Linked DNA regions of Dromaius novaehollandiae: region 2 is linked to region 1. The links are chromatin contacts, called in public Hi-C maps. All regions are on one chromosome and are shown on one strand. Each heading gives the region's core, a stretch centred on a gene start, on an enhancer-like site or on the middle of the called end of the contact. The rest is flanking DNA. Distances are from core to core; before and after follow the strand shown.

Region 1 (4,606 bases), core at 1,520-4,019:
GAGCCGCTGGAGCCCGGCCCTGGTGGGAAACACCATCTCTTGACATGCCCGCTCGTGAATGGGGGTAGGGGTGCAAGCAGACATGGGAAAAGACAACAGCTACATCAGTTCAGTAATATATAAATTACTAGTGAGTTTTGCAGATAGCAGTGGAACAGAGAAGATAATGAAGAAAAAGAGGAAGGGAAAAGGCTTGAGAAAGTGAAGGTGAAACAGGGAGAGATAGAGAGAAATATGTGAAGAAACCATAATGAAGAAAGAAGTGGGATGAAAAAGTAATATATGGACTCCCATCTTGCTTGCATTTGGCCAGTAACGTGCATATGATTTGTTCACAAATGTTTTAACGTTTCTAGTGATAGAGACACATACGAAGGAAAGAAGCTTTATCAAGGGATTTACTTTATGTAATACAAAATGAAGAGATTTGTAAGTGACTCATCTATGCAATATTAACTTGAAGAGGTTTGTGGTTCTGCTGCTCCTTTTCTGTTCGTACTTTAAAATTAATTGAAAGACTCATTGTTTTACTTAAACTGTGAAAGCTTCCAAGGTCAATGAGTGAGGTAATTGACCTGCCTGTTGTAGGATAAAAATATGTATGTTAAATTGCATAATTAGTTTTAATTACTTAATTACAGTGTTTAATGTGGGGGGGGTCAAAGGTTACTATTACATTTAGAAGTCATGGCAAGAAACACAAAAATAAGCAACATAGTTTAATTCTGTATTTCTTTAGGTCTTTATAAAAGGGGTCTACTGTGATCTATCCTTGACCTTCGATATTTGATGATTGTAGCAAATAATATATTGCTGTTATACTTTTTAGAATCATAGAGACACCTTTGTAAATGACTAAGTGACTTTACCAAAGACTTCATTTAGGTTTAGAGTACACGAAAGTTAATCAGCAGTGGGAACTCGACTGACAGCAATTTAATCTGATTGGGTAAGGTAATTACATGATTACCAGGAGTGTTTATATATGCACAAGGATATTTTTATTGGAAAAAAACCTAATTGCTTTCTTACTGAGAAGAGAAAAAAACAAACAAATTTGTTGTCACAGGTTAAGAGGACATCCTTCATTCCTTGAAATAGTTTCTTTTCATATTTTAGAGACAAAATGAACTCATAATTCTTTGCAAATTTGCACTAGGATTATGTTATGTATTCCTCTGTTTCTAAGCCAGAAATAATGCTATCATTGAACTTGTTTTGTTTAAGAAGCTCATTACTTGCACATTAGTTGTGTGATACCCTATAGATGTCAAGATGCTTGTAATTCATGATCTGTTTAACTATGTGTAAGTGCTGTTGCTTAAGTACAGGTTGATTTCCCCAAACTTAAACCTAAGGATCCATTATACTAATGGATATTTGTGGGGAGAAGGACATTATTTGTTTTTCCATGGTGGTAAAAAAAAAAAAAAAAATCTATTTACAAGATAGGTAGACAAAAGGTCGTGTTCATAAATGCTGAAAAAAAAAGTCTCGTGTTAGGTGCTCTGAATGGTCCCTTAGAAAACGCTATTTCAATCTATTGACAATAGAGGGAGTGTTGGGAGATGAATCTTCATAAACAAACATTAACCTTTATGAATACCTCCTTGAAGTGCACTAGAAGGTAGAATCCCCTTTGGCTTAATAAACAATGGCTTGCTCCAAAGCCTATTGAAGTATTGGAGCAGCCCTAGTCTTGGCATTTTGTACGGTCGTGTTGCAGAGACGTAAAGAAGAAATTAAAACTTATCAGAATAACTTCATATCTCTTTGGTAACTTGGATACATTCTGCCTGTGGAAATAGGAGGAACTCCTCCAAAGGCTGACTCCTGAGAAATTAGAATGCTAATGAAAGAAAATGTTAAATAAGAAATAAATGAATTTTTAAAAAGAACTACAGAATTATGCAAAGAAGTTCTGTCATGCATTCCTTGTTACTAAAATCATTTGTTCTCCCCTCTGCTAATTTTTCCCTAATTAATTTTGTAATAAAATATTACAATTTTGAATTGTTTTTCCGAACCAGATGATCCGGTCACTGTTGGAGGCACATAGCCACGGCAAAATCTCATGCTGTACATTGATCACCTGTCCAACCTTTGCCTAGAGTGTGATCCCCAGTTCCTTCAAGAGATCCATCTTTACCTGCCTATAAAGAAGAGGAAGAGGAGGAGGGAGACATCTGGGATATTCAAGTATCAAAGTTTAACACCAGAGCAGGTTGAATCTCCATTTATATTATTCTCTATATGTGTTGCTAGTATTGACTTGGATAATTGGTTGAAGCTTTTTCAGTAATTACATAGTGTGCTCTGAAGTTTTTACCAACGTTAAAACATTTTTGTTTAGGCGCCTCACTTACCAAAATTACGCGTGTTTTTCATAGTTCCACAGTGTGAAATTGAATCCAAAGTCATTCTGCTATTAAAGAAGTTAGCTAATAATGAGCATGCATGGCAGCTTGTACGCTTACCACAAAGACCAGAGGGGCTTGTGTAAAGCTGTTCAGTGTACTGTAGGTTTTTACCGTTCTGTGTTTAGCCCATGCAGCTGAATGGCGGTCCTCGGCAAGTACGCTTCTTTTCAGTCACTTGCTTCAGGGGTCTTACACGTCCTTCTTCCTCATTCTTCCTCCCGCCTTTGCAAGAGGACTTTGATATCCGCAGAGCAGACAGGGTTTCGCTTGCTGTCCTAAGGACTGCCCCTTCAGGAGTCTAGCACAGCCCACACACGCTCCTGGAAAATGTCCAACTTGTTCTTGGAGCAGAATGTGAACCGGTGACCTTCTGGGCCTCCGGCAAGAGTGCTGCCTACTGAGCCACCAATACCCAGGCCATCAATAAGTTTTAAATGCCAGTTGCAGACTTCACAGAGATAATGACTTCAGTGTGTAAAGGTTTTGTTGTGGAGGCTGCAGTCTCACATATGGCGTGACAGAGTAAATATGCTAAAACCATAGAGAGCTGTTACATAACTTGCCTTGATATAACAGTTTTTGTAATATGTTTCAAGGCATGGAATATTATTTAAAGGGACACTGTTATGTAGGCTTAGGCCCAAAATGAAGCTATTATAAAAAGAATGTTTAGCAAAAACAGAAATACGGCCATGAAATTGTTGGAGTGGGAATTTCAGGGTAAACTTGCTTGGATTTAAACAGTCGCCTGCATGACATTGCACTGTTGTGCTAGGGAATGAGAACCAGAAAATGAAAATACTATAAAGTGAGAATCAGAAAGTGAAACTGACCTGAATTAAGATACGAGAAGTCTATTAGTATTATTAAACTTTTTAAAAATGAAAGACTGCTACATTCTGAGAAAGATGAGAAGAAAAAAAATCAGTTCTACCTTTGTAATTCAAAGCAGCGTTACTGACACAGGTAAATAAATGCATTGTGTTTTAATATTATGTTTTACCTGTTTTCAAGTAAGTTCTAAAATAATTTTAATATGAAATAAGCTTTAAAATTTTTGGCACATTTCAATTTTATTGATATTCTATATTTTCAATTTAGCGTTGAAATCATACAACAAGCATATCAATGTTTGGGTAATTCAGATTGTTAAATATGGCTGTTGTTACCCCAAATATTATTTATAGACATGGATCAAGAAGGAAAACTTACAGACAGATTCAAGACAGGACTTATATTCTGAAAAGGCCGTTAGATAAATTGCATAAACCTTCTTTGGAGCAAAGGCCAGGAACCCAGGACTCCGTTTCCCAGCCGAGTGCCCAAATCACTAGGCTACAGACTCTTGCTCCCTCTTGTGTTCTTTCTCTGGCCCAGTGAATCTTGAATTATTTTCTGTTCAATGATACAGTTCCAACAGGAGGGCTTTAATATATCCTTATCCTCATGCCAGCATTTCACGCAGCCTCTGGCCTAGTGAACATTCTCCTAAAAGATATTGCTTTGAATCTCAGACTGAAGAAAGAGTCAGACCTGGGTAATTTGCTTGTAGGATGCGTGGTCCTACTACTAGGCTAGGAAAGACTGCTATTAATGTACTATCTTATGGAGAAATAGCACCTGAAAAATGTTGTAGGGAACCCAGCCTGGTGGGTGTCTGTTAGGCTTGTTTTGATAGCTCCTGTCGCTGGCAAATCTTGCCGTAGAAAACTGCATTGTCTTTCGAGAATAGACATCTCCAGGCTGAGACAGGGGCCTGGAGGACCACCATTTTGGATGGAGGTGCCTAAATTCTGCTCATAGCATTTTTAAGTCCCATCTTTTTAGGACTATGATTAGTTTAATATCTCCTTTGAATGTGGAACTGAGGGATTTAACGAATCTGTTTTTCAAATGCAAGTTAACTTTAAAAGAATGTGTTATCATTAAACCAGATGATAGGAAGAATTTGTGGTTCAAAAATGCATTGACAGGTGTGAACCACAGGCAAACACAATGCATTTTCAAACTCTAAAAAGTGAAATAACTTTAATAGTTTAATAACTTTAATAATGTGTTAATGCTTTTGATGCAGTTCTGTAGAGCAGTGTGTATTAGATCTGAACTCAGGAATATTCAACTAGATTAATTGCATTGCATTTATAAAATAAATGTTTGTCAAAATTTCTGACTTAATTCCCAAGCTA
Region 2 (4,676 bases), core at 1,555-4,054, 270 kb before region 1:
GAAACAGTTGAACATGTTATTGGAGCTGCTAATGAAATTGAAGAGAGTTCCAGCATGTATTGATAAGATTTGGAAGCTTTTTTCCAATTACCTTAGTAAAGCCAAGGATTAGTGAAAAATCTTATACTTTAATAAATACATTTAGTTGCAAAATGAAAAAAATAATTTTAAAACACCTTAAAGATTTTATATTATATAGTATAATTTCTGTATCACATTTATTTTTAGAATCTAAATGTCTTAATATTTTTATTTGAAAAAAATATGCTTAGTGCTTGTCTGTCTACCTACTTACAAGGAAAAAAAGAACAAGTGAAAGGTAGTGATACTGAGCGATGAAGCACTTTCTGGGCTCCTCTCTTGCAAAACTAAAAACGGTTTTGAAATGCCAAACTGTTGAAGCAGAAGCTGCTGAACTCCCTTTGTTGATTGAAATTCCGCTTAAATTAAAAAAAATATTTAGGTCATATCATGAATGTCAGTGAAAAGCTATGGCTTTTTTTCCCCCCCTTATATGATGAAGCTTCAGATAGTTGCTGTAAAATACATAATGGAATTTTTGAAATACTTTGACCGACTTGATATTTGATAACTGTAGATCATTCTGTGAAAAATTTCTGGCTAAAAATCAATAGTGCTTTTTGAAAACTCTCCCTGTGTTTATTCATTTTTCAGGTAGTAATATTTTTTTAGTCATGGTAGGGAGAATTTATGTCAATTTTTTTCATTCTATCTGGTCAGTCTGACTAAGAATAGTATTTCATTACAAATTATGCATGTACGCACACACACATGAACACAAATAGAAATGTTGGACATCTGCAGATACGACTATTGTACTGAGTCGCTACCAAAGCTGATTCTTGTGTGGGATCAGATTCTGAGATATGCTGAGATGAGTCTGAAATGGCCCATTTGCAGCATGAGACAGAACATTTACCATGAGTCATTCTAACCAATAAAAAATAAACTGTGTGTAAATAGCCATGTAGAGTATTTGTGTTTGAGCTACTGTTAGCTATTTTTTCTGCTTAGCTTAGTACTTAAATTTTTGTCTTTTTTTACTAAAGTTTTTTTTTTTTTACTAAATAATGAAAATGATATATACAAGAATTCTGTTTTCCTCCCCTGTATTTCAATTTCAAATTTAAATGAAACTAATCTTATTCATGTACTTCACGGGAACAGACATGATTTTTGTTGTAAAATGAAACAAATCTCAGAGAATTGTGTCTAGAGAAACTTCAAATCAAGCAAATTAAGTTTTAGAATTCTAAAAGCCAGTGTTACAAGATATTTGTTGTTTGAGTTATTTAAAATTCATAAGTACAAAGTAGAGTGGAAAATATATGGAACCAACTTTAGGTATGTGAGACTAAGGTTCCACAAAGTAGGCTTAGGAATTCTCTGATAAATTCTCTCTTAGACTTACACTCGCTTATACTTTAATACATATCTCTAAAGGCAACACTTGGAACACTTCCTTTTATATTTATACAATTTTCTTGCAAATTCCAGGGTACAGTAACCCAGCCTTAATTTAGATAATGAAAGTAATTTTCTTTTGAGAACTTGAGTTACTATAGAATTATAAAACCTGTCTGCTGGTGAGATTTAATTTAATCCCGTGAGTATTAAAGAAACATTCCTAAGACAGTCTCCAAAAAGTGACAAGATTAGCACTTTCAGTTTATTGAGAGGATGCCCCATAGGAAAGACATTTATCTGTCAGGGTAAAAGGTTTTTCTAAATAGGAATAAAGCCTGTGGTAAGCTGTGAGAATATGCATTTTCTGAAATATAGAAAGGATGAAGCAATTTCTTTTCAAACTACTAATAGCACAGTGGCATAGAGGTATAGATAGGTAAGAATTACATGTTGACAAAACTAGATAGTAACTCACTTCCTATCAGATAAAAATATAAATGCTTGCAGGTTAAGAAAAGGTCTTAAAAGTCCCTGTTATAAATTGAATTCAGGTGTGCTCAAAAGTCGTTGTTCAGCAGTAAAATCATGTTTGTACTGTATATGTCTGCACCCAAATATATGTTAGAAAAAGAACAAGAAACCCTGTGGTAAACTTTATCAGTCTGGGTTTTAAAAACTGAGGAAGAACTAAATCATACCTTGGGTTCCAAGATTTTAGCATCTGAGACTGCTCAATCTCTTTGCCTCCTGTACCCTTTTTGAGAGAGCTCGTTGCGATTAACTAGTCAAAAAATCTTGTTTGCATTAGCAGGTCTTTGTTAATCCCATGCCCATCCCAACAAATGCACACTGACTCTCTGCAGTACTGATTCCCAGTGTGGTCCTGTTCCCTTCAATGTATTTTCTGCAGGTTTATATAGCACAAACAGAAGAATAATCAGATCCTTTCCTCTTGTTTTATCTATGGACTTTGCATTGAATGACTGATTTTAAAGCAGTTGTGATTCCATGGGGATGTTTTTAATTTGCTGCCTGTTCTCTTTACCTCTGAGGGAAGAATTTTGTAAATGCTGAATAATTTTAGAACATGTTTTCTTGGTTAAGGGTTGGATCATATTTTAAATTAGTTTTAAGAGGAAGGAAATCGTGTAAATGCCGTGGAATTCAGATAAGCGCTGTGCATAGGAAATAGGTACTATAATTTAGGGTGCCTAGAATGGGTAGGCCAAGCTGATGATAATAAAGGACCAGATCTTAACTTTGTTTCAAAAAACATGTAATCAATATTCACTACCCTGTTTTATTTCCTCTTTTCTTGAGAATACAGCTTGATGAAGCTGAAATGTGCAATTGCTCAAGTATTCCACAGGGTGTCATGAGGTAGTTGTTAGAATCATTAATGCTTGGATGAAAGTAAAGAAAGAAACATAGTGTGCAGTCCTCTGAACAGCAGTTAATGTAATTTTAGATGTGACTAACACCCATGCCATAAAATAAAAAGTTCTTAACTCATTAACACATGTATCCTATTTCTGTATCTATATAAAATATACACATGAAGAAAAATATTATTAGAGATCATTTACAAGAGTGAACTATTCTATGTAAAGTCTTCCCAGCAGCCTTTCTATATATATCTTAATATTTCATGTCTTACAGGACAAGTGGAGTCTTTTTCCCATATCAATAATTTGATACACCAAACCATAAAGACACAAAATTTGCATTTTCCACAGCAATATGAAGACTTTTAAATCCTTCAATTTATGCCTCAAATGCTCCTTTCAATTTGCTTTCAAAAATTTTTACTTAATTTTTTATTTTTATTTCTTTTTATTTTAAATTTATTTAAAAGAACTTTATGCATGCACACAGCTGCATTGTGTATTTTGATTTGTTGATTATAGATCTCTATGATGTCAATATAAGTATCTTTGATTAACTTCAGACTTTTTTTTCTAAGAATGTGTGATGTGGGAGGAGAGGAGGAGAATTATACCAAAGTATGCTGCAAATTAAGTGTTTTTGATTATAGTGGTACATTTTTGCACATGGGGACCAAATTGTTATTGCTATAACTGTTGAGTTCAGTAGAGTTGCACATGTATAGAATTCAGCTTTGGAATGGTAACAGAAACTTTTAAATCTAGTTTAATAGTAATTGTAAAGGATCCCGCTTCTGTTAAAATCTGATTTTTTTAAAAGTGAAAATGGCCCTGGCATGTGAAAATTGCATTATTATATGAGGTGAGTAGCAAAACTTCATTGATCTCAGTAAGAACGAGAACGGATCCAAAGTGTAAAATCACTGGAAACAGCCCCCAAATTAAGAGTTTGAATCTGTGCTGAGAATAATAATTTGTCTAATTTTAAAAGCATATTTAAATCCTGTCCTGAATGAATGATGCCCTAAATTGAGGTTTTTACCCAAAGGCCTTTAAGCAGGAGAAGTGATAGAAGAAAGTGGTGTAGTTTTTTATGTGAAGCCTGAAATATCTATCACTGAAGAATTAAAATACTTTCCATGTGAATAGTGCAGTGCTGATTCAATTAATAAATGCTACCAGAAAGGTATTTTGAAGGCAATACTTCAGTACAGTTTCCAGGGTAGCATTATATTACAGAATATGAGACGAGCTCGTGAGTCTGTTTGTTAGACCCTAGTGATTAACACGTTCATCGCTCTTGAAGTTGATTTGCAGTATTTGTGAAGAGAATTTTCTTGACTATTCCTTCACTGCGTGAAGGTGTGCAGTTTTGATTTTATTTACTCCTACTCTCTTTCAGTCCTGAATGTCCAGTGAAAGACTAAAACAGCTGCTTCCTTTTAAAATACAGTTCTCCTTAATACATTACTGCTTCTAATCAGTCCTTATGTAGGCATCTCAGAGTACATTTTATATAATGTCCCACTAGATCTTTCTGTTACAAAGCCTACTGTAAGTTGACCATATCCTACTGTTCTCAGTTTTACCACTTTTTTTCCTCCTTCATAATAACTGTATGTTAGAAATTATGGATTTTATATAACCTTTGGCATCTGCAGGACAGAGGAAGTCTGCATTTATTAAAGAGGCTTTTTTTTTATTCTTTAAGATTAATTGGTTGGGACTACTGTAAGAATACTATAAACTGCTTATAACATTGAAGATAGTTAATTATTTACAGTTACGCAGCTCTCCTCTAGAGGTTTTAAACCTCTAGTTTTAAACACTTTCAAGAAACACAAAACAATCAACAAATGCTGA

Evidence for each region. Hi-C and Micro-C count contacts between places; a contact is called where the count stands out from the background.
Region 2: a contact with region 1 is called in a Hi-C map of liver, with 10 times the contacts expected there. The contact joins two enhancer-like sites. A contact is called at or near these places in 2 of 4 Hi-C or Micro-C datasets (brain and liver).

Annotation. Positions count from the first base shown.
Region 1 is chr12:11,201,079-11,205,684 of bDroNov1.hap1, reverse strand. It overlaps ERC2 (ELKS/RAB6-interacting/CAST family member 2), which reads left to right. Exons shown (of 18, transcript XM_064518915.1): 18 at 2,031-4,558. The coding sequence ends at 2,111. Among named protein-coding and RNA genes, the nearest start is that of WNT5A, 76 kb to the right of the region's middle. Within about 2 kb of position 2,769, at least 2 of the 2 cell types and tissues checked have open chromatin away from gene starts, as enhancers often do.
Region 2 is chr12:11,470,574-11,475,249 of bDroNov1.hap1, reverse strand. All of the region lies in intron 8 of ERC2 (ELKS/RAB6-interacting/CAST family member 2), which reads left to right. Among named protein-coding and RNA genes, the nearest start is that of ERC2, 220 kb to the left of the region's middle. Within about 2 kb of position 2,804, at least 2 of the 2 cell types and tissues checked have open chromatin away from gene starts, as enhancers often do.